Regions from separate parts of the Mus musculus genome. Here region 1 is linked to region 2. The links are chromatin contacts, called in public Hi-C maps. All regions are on one chromosome and are shown on one strand. Each heading gives the region's core, a stretch centred on a gene start, on an enhancer-like site or on the middle of the called end of the contact. The rest is flanking DNA. Distances are from core to core; before and after follow the strand shown. Region 1 holds the start of Chst13 (carbohydrate sulfotransferase 13). Region 2 overlaps Txnrd3 (thioredoxin reductase 3).

Region 1 (7,355 bases), core at 900-3,399, 650 kb after region 2:
AACCTCTGAACCTGTAAGCCAGCCCCAATTAAATGTTGTTTTTTATAAGACTTGCCTTGGTCATGGTGTCTGTTCACAGCAGTAAAACCCTAACTAAGACACTGGCCCAAGACTGAAAAGTTGGTGGCTGGAAACCTACTACGGAAGAGTGCGAGCATCTAGAGGAGCAGCTCTCAACCTTCCTAATGCTGAGACCCTTTAATACAGTTCCTCACGTTGTGGTGATCTAACCATAAAATTATTTTCATTGCTACTTTATAACTGTAATCTTGCTGCTGTTGTAAATTGTAATGTAAATATCTGTGTTTTCCAGCGATCTTAGGATACTCCTATGAAAGGGGTGGTTCAACTCCCAAATGGGTCACCACCCACAAATTGAGAACTTCAGATCTAGAGACTGGGAGGTGAGGCGTAGAAACTGAGGAAGCTCAAGAGACCCATCTCAGACCAGGGGGAATAAAGCTAGGGTCAGTGAGGACTTCCCAGGGAAGACAGCATGAGACCAGCCTGGGGATGGCAGGTGTAAATATCAGCCCTACCCGAGCGAAGCTGGTAAGGGGAGAGCACGCAGCCCTTTCTCTAACCGTGCTTGCACTTTCCCTCCCCTGCTCCCGTTCACACCCCTTACCCCTAGCTTCCCTAGGAGAGGAGGGGTCCCAGGGCTACGATTGCTTTTCTTCCCAAACCTGGCTGGAGGAGGTGGCAGGAGAGATGTGTCCCAAAAGGCATGAAGACATCCTCATGGCCACCCAGGCACATGCCTCTCTGCAGACACACCCCAGGGCCAGACTATCCACTCATACCCCAAAACAGTGTTTGGGCCCTGAGGGACCTGAGCCATTGTGGCCCAGGAATGGGTAAACATTTGTCTACAATGAATGACAGGGTGGACAGAGACTGTGGCATCAGCAGACACTGCGACCACACCCAGACCGTGCCAAGGGACATGTTAGACATGAGAAAGCACCTATACAGAAGTAGCCATTCACCTACAGGTCTTCAGTAAGGAGAAGGCTCCCTTCCGGGGGGGGGGGCTTGCAGGGGTGCCCTGGCACAGCCACTTACATCTGGTCATGCAGAGCTTGTTAATTGGCAGAGTGAGTAGACACAGGCATGGTGACTACTCCTGAGGCCTTCCCAGTTCTGTTCACCTGGCATCCTTCCCAGGGGTCCCTAAGGACGAAGCCAGTGTGATGCACGGGCTGGGGGCCAAGCACTGTCTACTGTAACATTCAAACTCACCCTCCTAAAATCCCTGTAAGCATGGAGTCAGAACCTATTCCATAGATGAGACTGTTAAGGCCCTGGGAGGGGACAGATAATAGGTTAAGCTTGCTGAGTGACCTCTGATCTACAAGCCTGCTGGTCATTGAGGTCCTCCATGGATCAGTACCATTCTGAAAACAGTTTTCCCTTGTCCTGAGTCACTCTCAGCTAATGACCCTGTCCACCCTTGAGTAAAAACCTGTCTGGAAGTGAGCAGACCCCATACACACAGACTAAGGATGGACAAACCGTCAGAAAAGTAGCCCACTGCCCAGGTACCTCTAAGCCACTCCACACCTGACCTCTGCCCTCAGCTTGGTCTGTAAAGTGAGTTATCTGCCAGAGGATCAGAGGAGACCTAGGTTCATTCAGAGTGAAACTGACCACATGCCTGGTGGAAACTGGTACTAGCAGGTCGTGATCCCTGAAACGCCAGGCCAGCATAGACCTGTGCAGTTCTTCTGTGGATGTATAGACTCAGCAGGATCTCAGATTAAGACAGGCATCCAGGCCAGAGAGCAAACTGACTTCTCAAGGCTCAGAGAGTAGGGCAAATGTAACAAACGCATCTCTAGATTGACCAAAAGTTCCCACCAGCAGCTCTACAGGGAGTCAGACAGTGGTCATCTCGCCAGCGACAAGAAAAGAAGTTCCATGCGGGAATGGAAGGAACCTGTCTTCCACTGGCGATGCCCCAGCCCCAAACAACAGGCAGGTGCCAGGTGGCTCTCTAGCTGAGGAAACAACGCAGAGCCCCGGGCCCGCGCACTCACCGGGACGCAGGGCGCACAGGAGCAGGAGTGCAGCACCCAGACTTGCCACCACCGGCAAGGGCCGCCTGCAACAGGAGCGTCTTCCCATGCTGTGCCTGGCACGCGTGGCAGGCGACAGTCATCCGGTGCGTTCTCCTTCCTACTGTGCGGCGGAGGTCCAGGACACGCCCAGTTCTGCCCTTAGTTTAGGGCCCGCCCAGAAGCAGCGTCCAGTGCTCCAGGCTAGAGATAGACGCGCCTGACTGACTTAATGGGTAAAGCTGTAACCCTAGGCCAATGAAAGCAGTATCTATCCCTGATACTAGTCATTAAACCAGGATTCCCTACTTTACACTGATGGGAATTGGTAGTGGAGAAACTCTCAGATATGGGTGTCCCGGGCCCAAGTGCTCTACTGGCGGAGCTAGAAGCTGCAGCTGAGGTCCTGGGAGCCAAAGCTTTGGTCAGAAACGGACTCCAGAAGCTCAGGTTGGACACTCATTGCCCTAGGCTTTAACCCCTAGTACAGGGCAGCTACTGGAAGCCTAGGAATGACAGCTCTGGTCCCCAAGCTTTCGGACTCTTGACCCTCAGTACTGGCAAATGTCACAGCTTGTAAGTCCAAGGGTCCTGGGACCCCCTGCCATTAAGGCTCAGTAGCTTCTCCTCCCAGCCTGCCTTCTCCAGTCTTAACCCTTGGCAATTTCTTGTCTCTTCTTTACTTCCCCTGGCCTTGCCTATGGAACTTCTGCTCTCACAGCAGCCCCTCAGTTCCCTCTCTGGGGAAGACCACTTTGAAGAAACTCTCCACGTGGACCACACAAGTGATCACAAGCTGATTCTGAATGGAAGTGTGTGCACCAGTCAGGACACGGCCCTTCCTGAAAACTAAGGACTGGATTTGCATCAGTCATAGCGCAGGGAGCCAGGAAAAAGACTCCCCCTCATCGTGAGTAAAAATGCCCCAGAGTCATGTTAATTCCCCCAAGGCTGATGATGGGCAGAAAGTCCTGCATCCTGCACAAACTGTTTGAAACAGCAGTGACTGAGACCAGGAGTCCGGAGCTTCGAGATCCAGCAGCTGAAATCAGAAACTCAGCTTCCCAAGGTGCTCAAGGAGAGTTCAAAGCAGCCAGAAACCATGAGGACAGTAGTAAGGTTAGATAAAGCTGAAAGCCTCACTGCCGAGGAAGGCTCTAAGTGTCAGGATCACAAATCTTCCAGGACCCAGCAACTTAGCTTATGTAAAGGAAAAAAAAATAGCATGTGGTTTAAACCCAGCTCTTGGGAGGCAGAGGCAGGCCAATCTCTGTGAGTTCGAGGACAGCCTAATCTACAAATCCAGGACTATTAAACAGAAAAACCCTGTCTCAAAAAAAAATCAATCAATCAACCACCCAATAAAAAGTAAAAGATAATATTGAAGGGGTACTTTGTAATAGAGGCCTTTTTATAGCTGTCTTCACAGTGCCCAGTGTCCTAGGAGCCCACAGTGACTTTTCAGGTAGGAAGGGAGGTGGTCTGCACCACAGTGCAGGACAGCAGCCAGAGGTGTGTGGGGCAGAGAATACGTGAGGGAACCCATCTCTGGCCTGGTTCTACCTGCTACAGTTTGCTCTGGGTGCCATCACCCACTCAAGACCCAGTCAAGTAGAGAAATGGAAAGAGCAGGCCTTCTACAGCATTTCTTAATGGCAGGGCCAAACAGCTAGGCTGAACACAAGCCCAAGGGACCTGTGGATGTCAGTCCTTCCCCCATCCCAGGATCAGTTATAAATGTTTCTTCCTTCCCCCAAGCTCACACTGTAGCATGCTTTCTTATGTGTCGAGTCCCATTTGAATCCCAGTTCATGCAGGCATTGTCCAGCCTGAAGGAGAAGTGAGAGATCTCAGGCATGTCTTTCCTGGGCACTAGATCTGTTGTACTTGGTCATGTCACCCACAGCTGCTGCAGGCACAGGCACTCGGAGCTTATTTCAGACAGGGGGTTGCATTGTAGAGAGACACCAGAGTGAAGTCCACCCTTTGACAGATAAAGAAAGGGCTGGGAGTGTGGCTTAGTGTTAGAGGGCTTTCCTGAGCAGTGAAGCCCTTGCTTACATCCTGGTGCCACAAAATACAAATAAATAGAAGAGAAAGACATCCAGTGAGCACTGTGGGCTGCAGACTGCTCCTGATCTCGGGGTCTTGCTGCCCTGATGCCAGCCTCGTAGAGAACCCAAACAAGCAGCTGGCCCTGTGTGCACAGGAAGGGCATGGCTGACCCAACATTTAGCCTTGCGTGTATGGGATGAGGTGCTGCACCCAACACTAGCGTCTTACCTGCCATCTGTACTCAATTTCCCTGTACAATGGCGGTAATATTAAACCTCACTTTGTTGTGGAGGCTATATGAGGAGCAGAGATACTTGAACAGCCTCAGGTGTGGCAAGTGCCGTGTAAGGACTTGATATTAGAATTCAATAATCCTAATTGGTTCCTCTTATAGCAATGATCTATTATCAATTAATGAAGACTATGAAACAAATAACATTTATACGTTTAGCTTCAAATAGCAACAATGGTTCTACCTCCTTTCTGGGTGGGAACCCAGCTCACACTAAAACCACATAAATCCCTCGAGGAATGTCTGCTTCCTTTCAGCCCAGCCCAGAACCCGAGGATGCTGGATAACACACAATACCTATCTGCCCCCCCCCCCCCCAATCTCACCCAAACTCTCAGACCAGAACCTAGTCTTCCAATCTTCGGTGTGTTTTTGGCCTTCTACGCTGCCACCTGGTGACCAAAATTGAGAATAGCTCAGCCCACTATTGTCCTTAGAGATGAGCATCGGTGGAGACTACCAGAAAGATTGGAATCCATGTGCAGAAGCCTGCCTCCAAGAACAGGTAGCTCCGTGGAAAAGCTTCCTTTTGCCTGCTGCAAAGGCCCTCAGATGTGTGTCAATTATAACTAAGTAGCAAATTGCCTTGAACTTTGGAAACATCCAAAAACCACTTCAATGCTGTGGATCAGGATCCTAGGAAGGCTCCTGGTGGTATGCTTCCCCCAGAGATCCCATGCTGCTGCAGGCAGATGGTAACAAGATGGCCATCATCTTATCAGGAGGCCTGCCATGATGGTATGTGACATACGTAACTATCTTTCTCAGGAGCCTGGAATCTTGGGGCCATTCCCAGAGAACGTGGCTGTGTGGCCTGTCTCTGACCTGATCACATTTCCCTTAGTTCCCTGGAGCCACTGAGGCTGTCCAGGTTCCAGTGACAGGTGAATCCCAGCCTCACACAAAGACATGCCTGAAAATTTGTAGATCTGATTTAATTCTGTCTCTGCATGTTAAAGAAGCAGTAAGGAACCATGAAGTTGGCCTGGCCTAGCTGCCTTGAGAGGCATGTGTCTTCGGATTTTCAGGTTAGAGTCCATGACTCCTAGGGCACAATGTGCCTTCCAGTTTCTGAGAGACTGACACACTGCCTCAGGAAGTGCAGTATTCAGGCCTCTCTGCTTCAATGTATGTTCCCTCAGAAGTCAAGGAAGCATGGACGCTTGACAGGACAGTTAGTCTTAGGTAGTAATATTGTGTACCCTGTATAGCTTGTAAATGTCATTGAATCCTAGCAACTTCAACTGTACTGATCCTGGCAATTGTCATTATGTTCTGTTTCTGATAAAGGTTTAAAAAGTCTGATTGCTCCCAATAAAATTGCCACAGTTTTGCTGTGAACACCTTCCCCCCAGCAGCCTGATTTAATTCCTCATGGCGTATCAGATGACGTTGGCCTGGTAAGTATGTGCAGGCACTTACAAAGGAGGCTCTGTGGCGAGTGCCAGTGGATGGACAAAGTGAGAGATGGTGCATCTCCCGGAGCCTACAGTGAGCATTTATTTCTAAACACACCAAAAATCTGACGGCTGAGATATCTGGATGCTGGCTGTGCCTCTTCTCTTCTGTGTCGGTTGGAAGGGGAAGGGCTAGCAAGAGGCCAAAACTGTCTCTGGAGATGGAGTCTTTAGTGCAGGTATCAATGAGAAAAATGCCAACATCTCATGTGGTGCTGATTGCATGAGGGGCATCGTTCAGGGCCCTTCAGGTATGGACCTCATTCCATCCCCAGCTACACCTGTGAGGTATTAGTGTTGTTAGGGCCATCTATCCCTTGGTGTTCATGCCACTGGAACTGCAGATACCAATCCCCAGGGTCATCTCCCTTACATGTTATAAAGTGGTGTGTAACCTATAAAATCCTCCCCTTACTTTCTGTCATCCTTGGGTGCCATGTGAAACCTAACACAATGCCATTGTTGTGGCAATAGACTTCACACTGCATCTCTGGCGAGCCCACAGTCAGGATAGGCATAGGTAAGGCTTTGTACAGTTTGTAAGAATCATCCTCAAATGGGGATCCTGAGGGCCATCCATCCTTTCCTTACAGAGAGGCCAGGAAACATACCCAGGGACACACAGCTAGTGAGCAGGGTAGTTGTGGTCCAAGCCAAACACACTTCTGTGTTCAGCTTATGTGAATCTCTTACTCCATTAAAATGTTTACAGTTTGTTTTCTGACTAAATAACTTATTCTAGGGTGAGATTCACATGCAATTGTGAGGTGGCATAGGTACTCCATGTGCCCATATGTCTCCCTAGTGGTGACATCTTGAACATTCCAGTCAGGGTGCTGAACTTGAGGATGTCCACTGCAATATAAAATCAGCTTCAGTTGGTTACAAATATTTAAAAATTAGATTAGACAAAACAGTTGGGATTTTTTTTGTTTCTTCCTGAGAACACAGCTCTATATAAGCATATTGTCATAGGTCTTTGTTACAGGGAGGGGAATCCGAACAGGGAACAGAGTCCAGCCAGGCACAATGCGATACCACCTAGGGAAGGCATGCTAGGACTGAGAGACAGTGGGTTGCTGCTCATGGGGGATTTCTGCCCCATCCCCTATCCCAAGGGCCAAGGGAATTGGGGTTTACCCAACTCTGCAGCCTTCTGCAGGACTTGGGAAGCCAGATGGGCTCTAGGCACCAGCCCCAGTGAGCAGAGAGAAGCATGTGCAGCCCCTGGAAGTGGGCCAGCAGTACTCAGGCTCCCAGAAGGGAGGGCAGGGCAGAGGCAGAAGCTGCCGAGGGAGTCCTATTCATTCAGCCTGGACCCAGCCTGCAACAGTACCTGGTACAAGGCAGTGCTTAGACACCTTAGCCTATAGGAAAGATCAGGAGGTTAGATGACAGCTAGGAGACCTCCAGTTCAGAGGGAGAGGGGAGATGACTGAGGAGTCCAGCAGGAGGCACTAGGAACCTAGGGACCCCAGCATGAAAAAGACTTTT
Region 2 (7,025 bases), core at 3,248-5,747:
TGATTGATGTGTGAGGGCCCAGCCCACTGTGGGCAGTGCCACCCCAGGCAGGTGGTCCTGGGTTGTGTAAGAAAGCAGACTGGACATGAGCCAGGGAGCAGCTCCCTGCATGGCTCCTGCTTCTGCTCCTGTTTGAGTTCCTACCCTGACTTTCTGAGTGATACTCAGAAGTGTAAATTGAAATTAACCCTTGCCTAGGAGGTTGGTCAGTGTTTTATCACAGCCACAGAAAGCCACCCAGGACAGCTCACTAGCCAGGGCTCCAGTGCAAGGTTTATAAATAGAGGCGACAGACAGCAGGTGACTCTCTTGTTTTCTATAACAAGAGGCAAGTTTCGGTGGCTTCTTATGAACGAGTGATGCTCCCCTCAGTGTGCTGGTGGCAATTGAGGACATTCTAGGCTTTGTTTGCCAAGTGGGTTGTTTTTTTCTTACTTTATTTCTTTATTTAAAAATTAAGCACAGAGATTCACTTGTAACTTTTTCTCCAGGGTTTGGGAAACATTGGGTTGGTTTCCTTCAAACCTGTCAAAGTATTAAGTGATTTTTTAAAATCAGCTTTGAATTCTTGGTATCAACCCAGTTCATTGATTTCAATTTGTTTAGAATTTAGAATATCTATAGTTATGAGTCATGTTGGGTGTATGTATGTGTAAGAGCTCATGTGTGGTGTATGTGCACACTTGTATGATTTGTATGTGTGTATGTGTTTGTAAGCATTTGTCAGCTTTTTTTTGAGTCAGTCTCTCACTAAATAGACATGGCTGGCTTTAAACTCACTATGTAGTTCAGGCTGGTCTCAAACTCATAGTGATCTTCCTGCCTCGGTCCCCTAAGTGCCAGAATAGCTATGCGTGTTGCCATGCCTGGTTTTGGTTTATAATTGCCTTTCACATTACTGCAACATTACATCTTAAACATTTTAGGCTTACCTGACTGTTGAGGTCGTCCTGGTTCTTGGAAGACACTGATAGTGTGTTTATTTCCTTCTTTATCTTCTGGTCACATTTACGGAATATTAAGATTGGAGTTTATGTATGGTGAGATTTACTGATGGAACCTTCTAGGCTTAAATTCTACAGGGGAATGTGTGAATGTTCTGCAGGTTTTAAAAAAATAGTGACTTTTGATTTATTATGTCTTCTTTTAGGAGTTAGTCCATTTCTGCTAAGATTTCCAACACATTGGTATACAGTTGCTCATATGTAACTTATAATTGGATGATCAGGCCTATTGTACAGTTGGTCATTTTTGGTAAATGCACATGCTGGTATAGGGCACACTCCTTTAAAGCAGTAGAACATGTCTGTGAGTCCAGAAAGCTCCGGACCCTTGCCAGTGCCCAGCCACCCCTGCTTGGTTCTGTCACCACAGACTTAATGTGTACTATTGTAGTGTGCTATTTGCTCTTCAGTGCCTGCCATGGTGTATGCAGGTGGCCTTCCCAGGGCCACTGGTGTTGTGTCTATCTGTACCTGGGGGCAGGAGAATGGGGTAGACACTGCATGACTGTTGGTACTTTTCCCTGTGTGTGTGTGTGGTGTGGGCTTATGGCAAGGCAGAACAGCATGGCTGGGGTGCACAGTAGGAGCAGTGGGTAAAAGGAGCATGAGAAAGGACTGAAGTCCCACAGTCCCCTTTGAGGGCCTGCTCCTAGTGACCTCACCTCCTCTCCATAGACCTCACCACTCAAAGGCTCCTCAGCTCCCAAGGACACTACAGGCTGGGACCAACTCTTGAACACACGAGCCCATGGAAGACACCCAAACCAGAGGAAGGGCATACCCATGTGACCTCACTTTAATTATCACCAGATCCCTCCCTCTCTCCAGATCCTGTCACAGGCTGAGATACTCTGGGCCAGTACAGAAACATGTAGGTTTGGAGGTAACAACTCATAGGCTTCTGCAGGTTTCATGGGTGAAATTAATGTGATGGTTAGTGCTGGACAGAACCCAGAGTCTCCTGGAAGAGGACCCCTTTCCATACTTGGGGGATTATCTTGTGTTAACTGAGATGGAAAGATCTGCCCACTGTGAGCTGTGCCATTCCCTGGCTGTGGCTGTGTGAATGAATAAAGAGAGCCGAGCAGCCTACGAGTCCATCAGGTCTGCTTCCTGATTGTGGAAGTTGCTGCAAGCTTGAAGCCTTGACTTTCCCCATCATGAACTGTGGTCAGAACCCTTTCTCCCCTAAGTTGCTTTTGTTTGGACTGTTTTTTTTTTTTTTATCACAGCCACAGAAAAACTCAGATGGTTATTAGGCAATGTCTCTGAAGGAGTCCATCTAATTTACTGGTCTGGGCCACTTACAGTACTTCACTGTTATTCTTTTAATGCCCAAGCGTCTGTAGTGGTATCTCCCTTGTCCTTCTCATGGGGATAATTTATGCTTCTGGTCTCCTCTCTAAATGCAGGTTTTGTTAGCAATTGGTCGTGACTCCTGTACAAGGAAAATAGGGCTGGAGAAGATCGGGGTCAAAATCAATGAGAAGTAAGTTTAGGGTCGTGGTACTGTTACTGCACATAACCCCATAAAAACTCTGCTAATTGCTAAGATACAACATTCAAATGCTTCAGATTTCTCACCATAAATATGATGCTAACCTAGTGTTATTATCTTAATCAGCCAATTAGGGACTCTTAGCACAGGCCTTAAGGAGCTCATGAATTCAATAGCAATCTAAAAACATATTCATAAAAATATGTTCTCCCACTGTCTATGATTTAGAGTGAATTTTAGTATCTTTGATCAGTAAAAGAGAAAAATTCCAAAGCCCTGGGTGATCATGGGGAATGTGGAAGCTTCAGATTGGCAGGAAGCATAGTCTAAGCTGTCTTCTAGGTCACTGAACACCGCAGTCCCCAGCTGTGGTGCCACTTAGCAGTACAGCTCTTTAGTGTGTGTGCTGTCCTCCTCACTCCACCAGGAATGGCAAAATACCAGTAAACGATGTGGAGCAGACCAACGTGCCTCATGTTTATGCTATTGGGGACATACTGGACGGCAAACCAGAGCTCACCCCCGTTGCCATACAGGCAGGCAAGCTGCTAGCTCGAAGACTCTTTGGGGTCTCTTTAGAAAAGGTAAGTTTATTCCTATTGTTGACCTGTTTGTATGTATGTGTGTTTGTTTCTCTATGTGTCTGTGTGTATGTCTGTGCTTAGCTATGTATCTGTGTGTTTATTCTTTGCATATGTGTGTATGTGTGAGCATATGTATGTGTCTCTCTGTCTTTGTGTGTGTGTGTTTGTATGCATAAACATATATATGTGTTTCTGTGTGTGTGTGTGTATGTGTGTGTATGCCTTTCTGTGTGAATATGTGCATACATTGTTTCTCTCTCTCTCTCTCTCTCTCTCTCTCTCTCTTTCTCTGTGTGTGTGTGTCTGTGGTGTGTGCGTGTTTGTGCATGTGTGTGTTTGGAGCTGAAGTCTGGGTCTCATGGAAAATCAAGTAAATTATTTACCACAGAGCTTCATCTCCAGCCCTGAGACATAGTATCTTGACAGAAATTAGGATATCAAAATTAGTACAAATAGCACTCATTGACTCATTTTCTAAATAAATATTCTTAGAAATAATTTTCAGTTGAGTTACTTACTACTGATTAAATAGTTGATAAAACTTGTGTTTTTTGCGTCTTTGGGCTGTCTTGTGATAGTGAAATCACCTTGGATTTAGCCCTAGGACTTACCAGACAGGTGGGGGCTGAGTCCCACAGGTCTCAGACAGTCCACATATAACAGTCCAAAAGTATAGTTATATGCCAGAGTGCTGCAACCCAGATGCTCCAGGGCAGAAAAAGATGCCTGAATTATCCAACGGGCTGGAAACAAGCTTCCTAAGTGGTCTGCTGCAGCTCTCAGTGGAGAGTGTGTCCTGATCAGGCTGCGAGCATTTCGCACTGCCTGCCTGGTCAACCCCATTCACATGCAATTTCACTTCCATCTTTTGCAAGATGACAGCTATGAACAGCGTGGTTTCCTGTCTTGGTATTCCTTAGTGAGACATTTGGGATCTGGGTGATTCCACTGAGGAAGCAATGGACTTTTCTAGGAGTTGTATCATCAGATAAGAGCTCAAGGTTTGTGGGAATAATAGTGTCCTCAAGAGTCTCACCTTGCTCTGTGAGGAACACACTGCTCTGTCAGTAGTCCTGGGGACCTGTGGCAGGGCTGGCAGATGCAAGGTGGTGCCTCTGCTTGTGTGATGCACATCCCCACAGTGTACATGGCACTTAGGGTGTCTGTAAGGGCAGTGGTTGTAATGGGTGGACAAGTGGAAGGAGGCTGGTGCCCAGAAATCCTCCTGTGTGCCATGGCGGGTGGGGGGACTCTGCTCCCCAGCTGCATTTAGGAAGACAGCTGGTGGCTCCTGCAGGAACCTCTGCCGAGGCGCTCAGGTCTCTGAGTTGTGCCGCTCAGCTTGCTCCTCTCCTCGAAATAACTCTAGTAAATACACTTCTCTTTTCTGAGTTCTTGAAGTGGTAGACGTCAGTCTAATTTGCTCTAGCTTCTGGTGCTTGTGCTGCTTAAACACAAAGATGTTTCCCTTCTGATTAGTGCAGGGCCTTCCCGAGAACTCAGCAGAAGTTCAGCTAAGTGGGGGGATAGGACAGGGGCTAAACACTTGCCAACACGTGTAAGGACCAGAGTTGGAACCCCTTAAAACACATGTGTGGTGGCCCACCTGTAATTCCAGTCTTGGAGAGCAGAGATGGGATCCCCAGAGCAAGCTGGCCAACAAGACGAGTTGTATCAGGCACATCTGGGATTGACTAAGAGAGTCTGTCTCAGTTGATAGGGTGGAAGAGTGATGGAGGAAGATTCCTGATGCGAACCTCAGGCCTCCACGTGCATGCATATCCCCATGTGCGTGTGTGTGTGTGTGTGTGTGTGTGTGTGTGTGTGCTCACATGCTTATAGCCCTTGGAGAAGAACCAGGTTTTTTTTAAGTCCTAACACCTACATAGTGACTCATAACTGTCTGTAACTCCAGTTCCAGGGCATCCAATACCCCTTTCAGTCCTCTGTAGGCACTAGACACACAGGTGGAATACAAACATGCATTCAGGGAAACACCACACACATGAAATGAAATAATAAATACATTTCGGGCATGCTCTCTTACATGCTCACCAGCAAATTTAGGCTTCTCCAGTCTTCTATAACCGCCAAGTCCCTTTTGATCTGACATAGCCCCAGCTGCCTTTTACGAATCCATATTGTAGAAACTTGCCGGGAAGCAGGTCACAGAAGTCTGGTGTGTTTCTCTTCTAGTGTGATTATATTAACATCCCAACAACGGTGTTCACACCTCTGGAATATGGCTGTTGTGGACTGTCGGAAGAGAAAGCCATCGAAATGTATAAAAAAGAGAATCTGGAAGTAAGACCATATGTCCTTTATAATCAGCTGTCTGTCCTTGAAGCCACTTTTTATGTGGTAACTTTGCAAGTCTGTGTTGTGCTGATGTTAGAGAAGTCATCTGCCTACTTGGGAGAGTTCTAAGTGAATCTAAACTCTGTCTCACTGGCAAAGTGAGAGGAAGAATAGAGCTATGGCGCAGGGGAGGTCGGGTACGCGAGTTAAGACCTTGGGGATTCAGGTCTGAAAGGCTCTGCCCCATGGATAATGACTCAGACGAGCCTCCCCAGAGACATGGCTATCCAAGGAGGGTGGAAGCTGGGGTCAGTAGCACGGGTGTGGTGCTCAGGAGGCGGGACAGCTCTGTGCCTGCTGATCTGCTAGGTTTGGGGTGAATGTGACACTAGGCAGGGGTCTCAGTAGTCACCTTCTCAGCCCACGCAGGCGCCAGCAACACTCTAAATGCTTGAAAATGGAGTTTAGCCGACAGGAGGCTGTTTGTATTTCTGACTAATGGCTGCACAAAGCAAAAGCGACAAGTTGGCATTTTGGGAGCCTGGCTCTAATGCAGCCATCAGTGTGTTCCAGCTGGGACCCTGGGCTTCCAATGCTACACAAGCTGTTGCTGCCTGTCATCTTAGGAGGCTAAGAGCGTATCAAGGAGTAGGTTTTGTACGATGCTAATCTCAAGCTTTTCCCTTCTGGTCTAGGTGTATCACACCTTGTTTTGGCCTCTCGAGTGGACAGTTGCTGGCAGAGACAACAACACCTGTTATGCAAAGATAATCTGCAACAAATTCGACAACGTATGTAGATGCTGTGCTCTCCAGTCTGCTCCATTTTCTCTGAGGCTTGGGCCCAGAGCCTATTTGTGCAAAGTCCACCCTCTGCCCTGCGTTGCGCCTCCAGCCTGACCCCCTAAGATTTTAAAATACAGCTTGGATTCTTGCCAGTTGGGTTTAATGGCATTTTAAAAGATGGCAGTCAGGGCAGGAGCGAGCTCTCAGCTGTTTGCAGAGGCTGGCACAGGAGCAGGTTCTCAGCTCAGCTGCACCTGTTAGGACGCAGGAGGAGCTGCTGCCCAGAGCCCATGGTTTCACACGGATGGTCTACAACTGTGGCTCCTGACACTTTGGCTACCATCCAGCACTGTGTGCAGTGCTCTGTGTACAGTGCACGTCTGTGTGTGTTTCTTCAGTGGTATGGCGCATATGGAGTGCTGAGGGGAGGCCCTCAGAGAGAAGTTCCAGGGCACTAGGCAGGGATGTCTCATGCACCTGGCTCTGTCCCCTCTGTCCCTGCCTCTGTGTTCACGGTGGATCAGAATGGAGGCCAGGATCCAGCCACAGCCTGTGGCCCCCATGACCCTGACACCCACTGCGTGTTGCCTTGCTGACGGCCTCCACCAGCCATTCCTGAGCTCTACTGAGTGTCAGGAGCAGGCACCTGCTCACGGAGCCCACAAATCCTCCTCCTAAGATCACAGCCCCTGGGATCACACCAGTGTAGGGCCTTATTTCATATGTGCCATGTTTGTGTGGCCCTGTCTCAGTGGAATTCAGAAGTCACACCCACCCATGAGCTCCATCACCGGTAGGTAGGCAAATTGAGTGTGCTAGTAAATTTGAGTGTGAGTTCTTACCACACATTTACCGA

The links. Hi-C and Micro-C count contacts between places; a contact is called where the count stands out from the background.
Region 1: a contact with region 2 is called in a Hi-C map of muscle stem cells, with 5 times the contacts expected there. The contact joins the promoter of Chst13 here to the enhancer-like site in region 2. A contact is called at or near these places in 27 of 39 promoter capture datasets (the 3T3-L1 cell line, 3T3-L1-derived adipocytes, the C10 cell line and 16 more), 10 of 15 datasets of contacts at CTCF or cohesin (the NIH/3T3 cell line, embryonic stem cells, hippocampal excitatory neurons and 4 more), 190 of 484 Hi-C or Micro-C datasets (the 3T3-L1 cell line, 3T3-L1-derived adipocytes, the 63-12 cell line and 101 more), 16 of 115 datasets of contacts at active chromatin or transcription factors (acute myeloid leukemia, astrocytes, bone marrow-derived dendritic cells and 10 more) and 5 of 9 other capture datasets (adipose tissue, embryonic stem cells, liver and 2 more).

Annotation. Positions count from the first base shown.
Region 1 is chr6:90,323,036-90,330,390 of GRCm38.p6, forward strand. Chst13 (carbohydrate sulfotransferase 13) reads right to left here and starts at 2,150. Exons shown (of 3, transcript NM_027928.1): 1 at 2,040-2,150. The coding sequence starts at 2,127.
Region 2 is chr6:89,666,889-89,673,913 of GRCm38.p6, forward strand. It overlaps Txnrd3 (thioredoxin reductase 3), which reads left to right. Exons shown (of 16, transcript NM_001178058.1): 11 at 2,417-2,493; 12 at 2,930-3,086; 13 at 5,283-5,390; 14 at 6,080-6,175. Among named protein-coding and RNA genes, the nearest start is that of Txnrd3, 26 kb to the left of the region's middle. Within about 2 kb of position 4,498, at least 4 of the 459 cell types and tissues checked have an H3K27ac peak or open chromatin away from gene starts, as enhancers often do. A contact at or near this core is called in cerebellum and muscle stem cells, where this site is marked.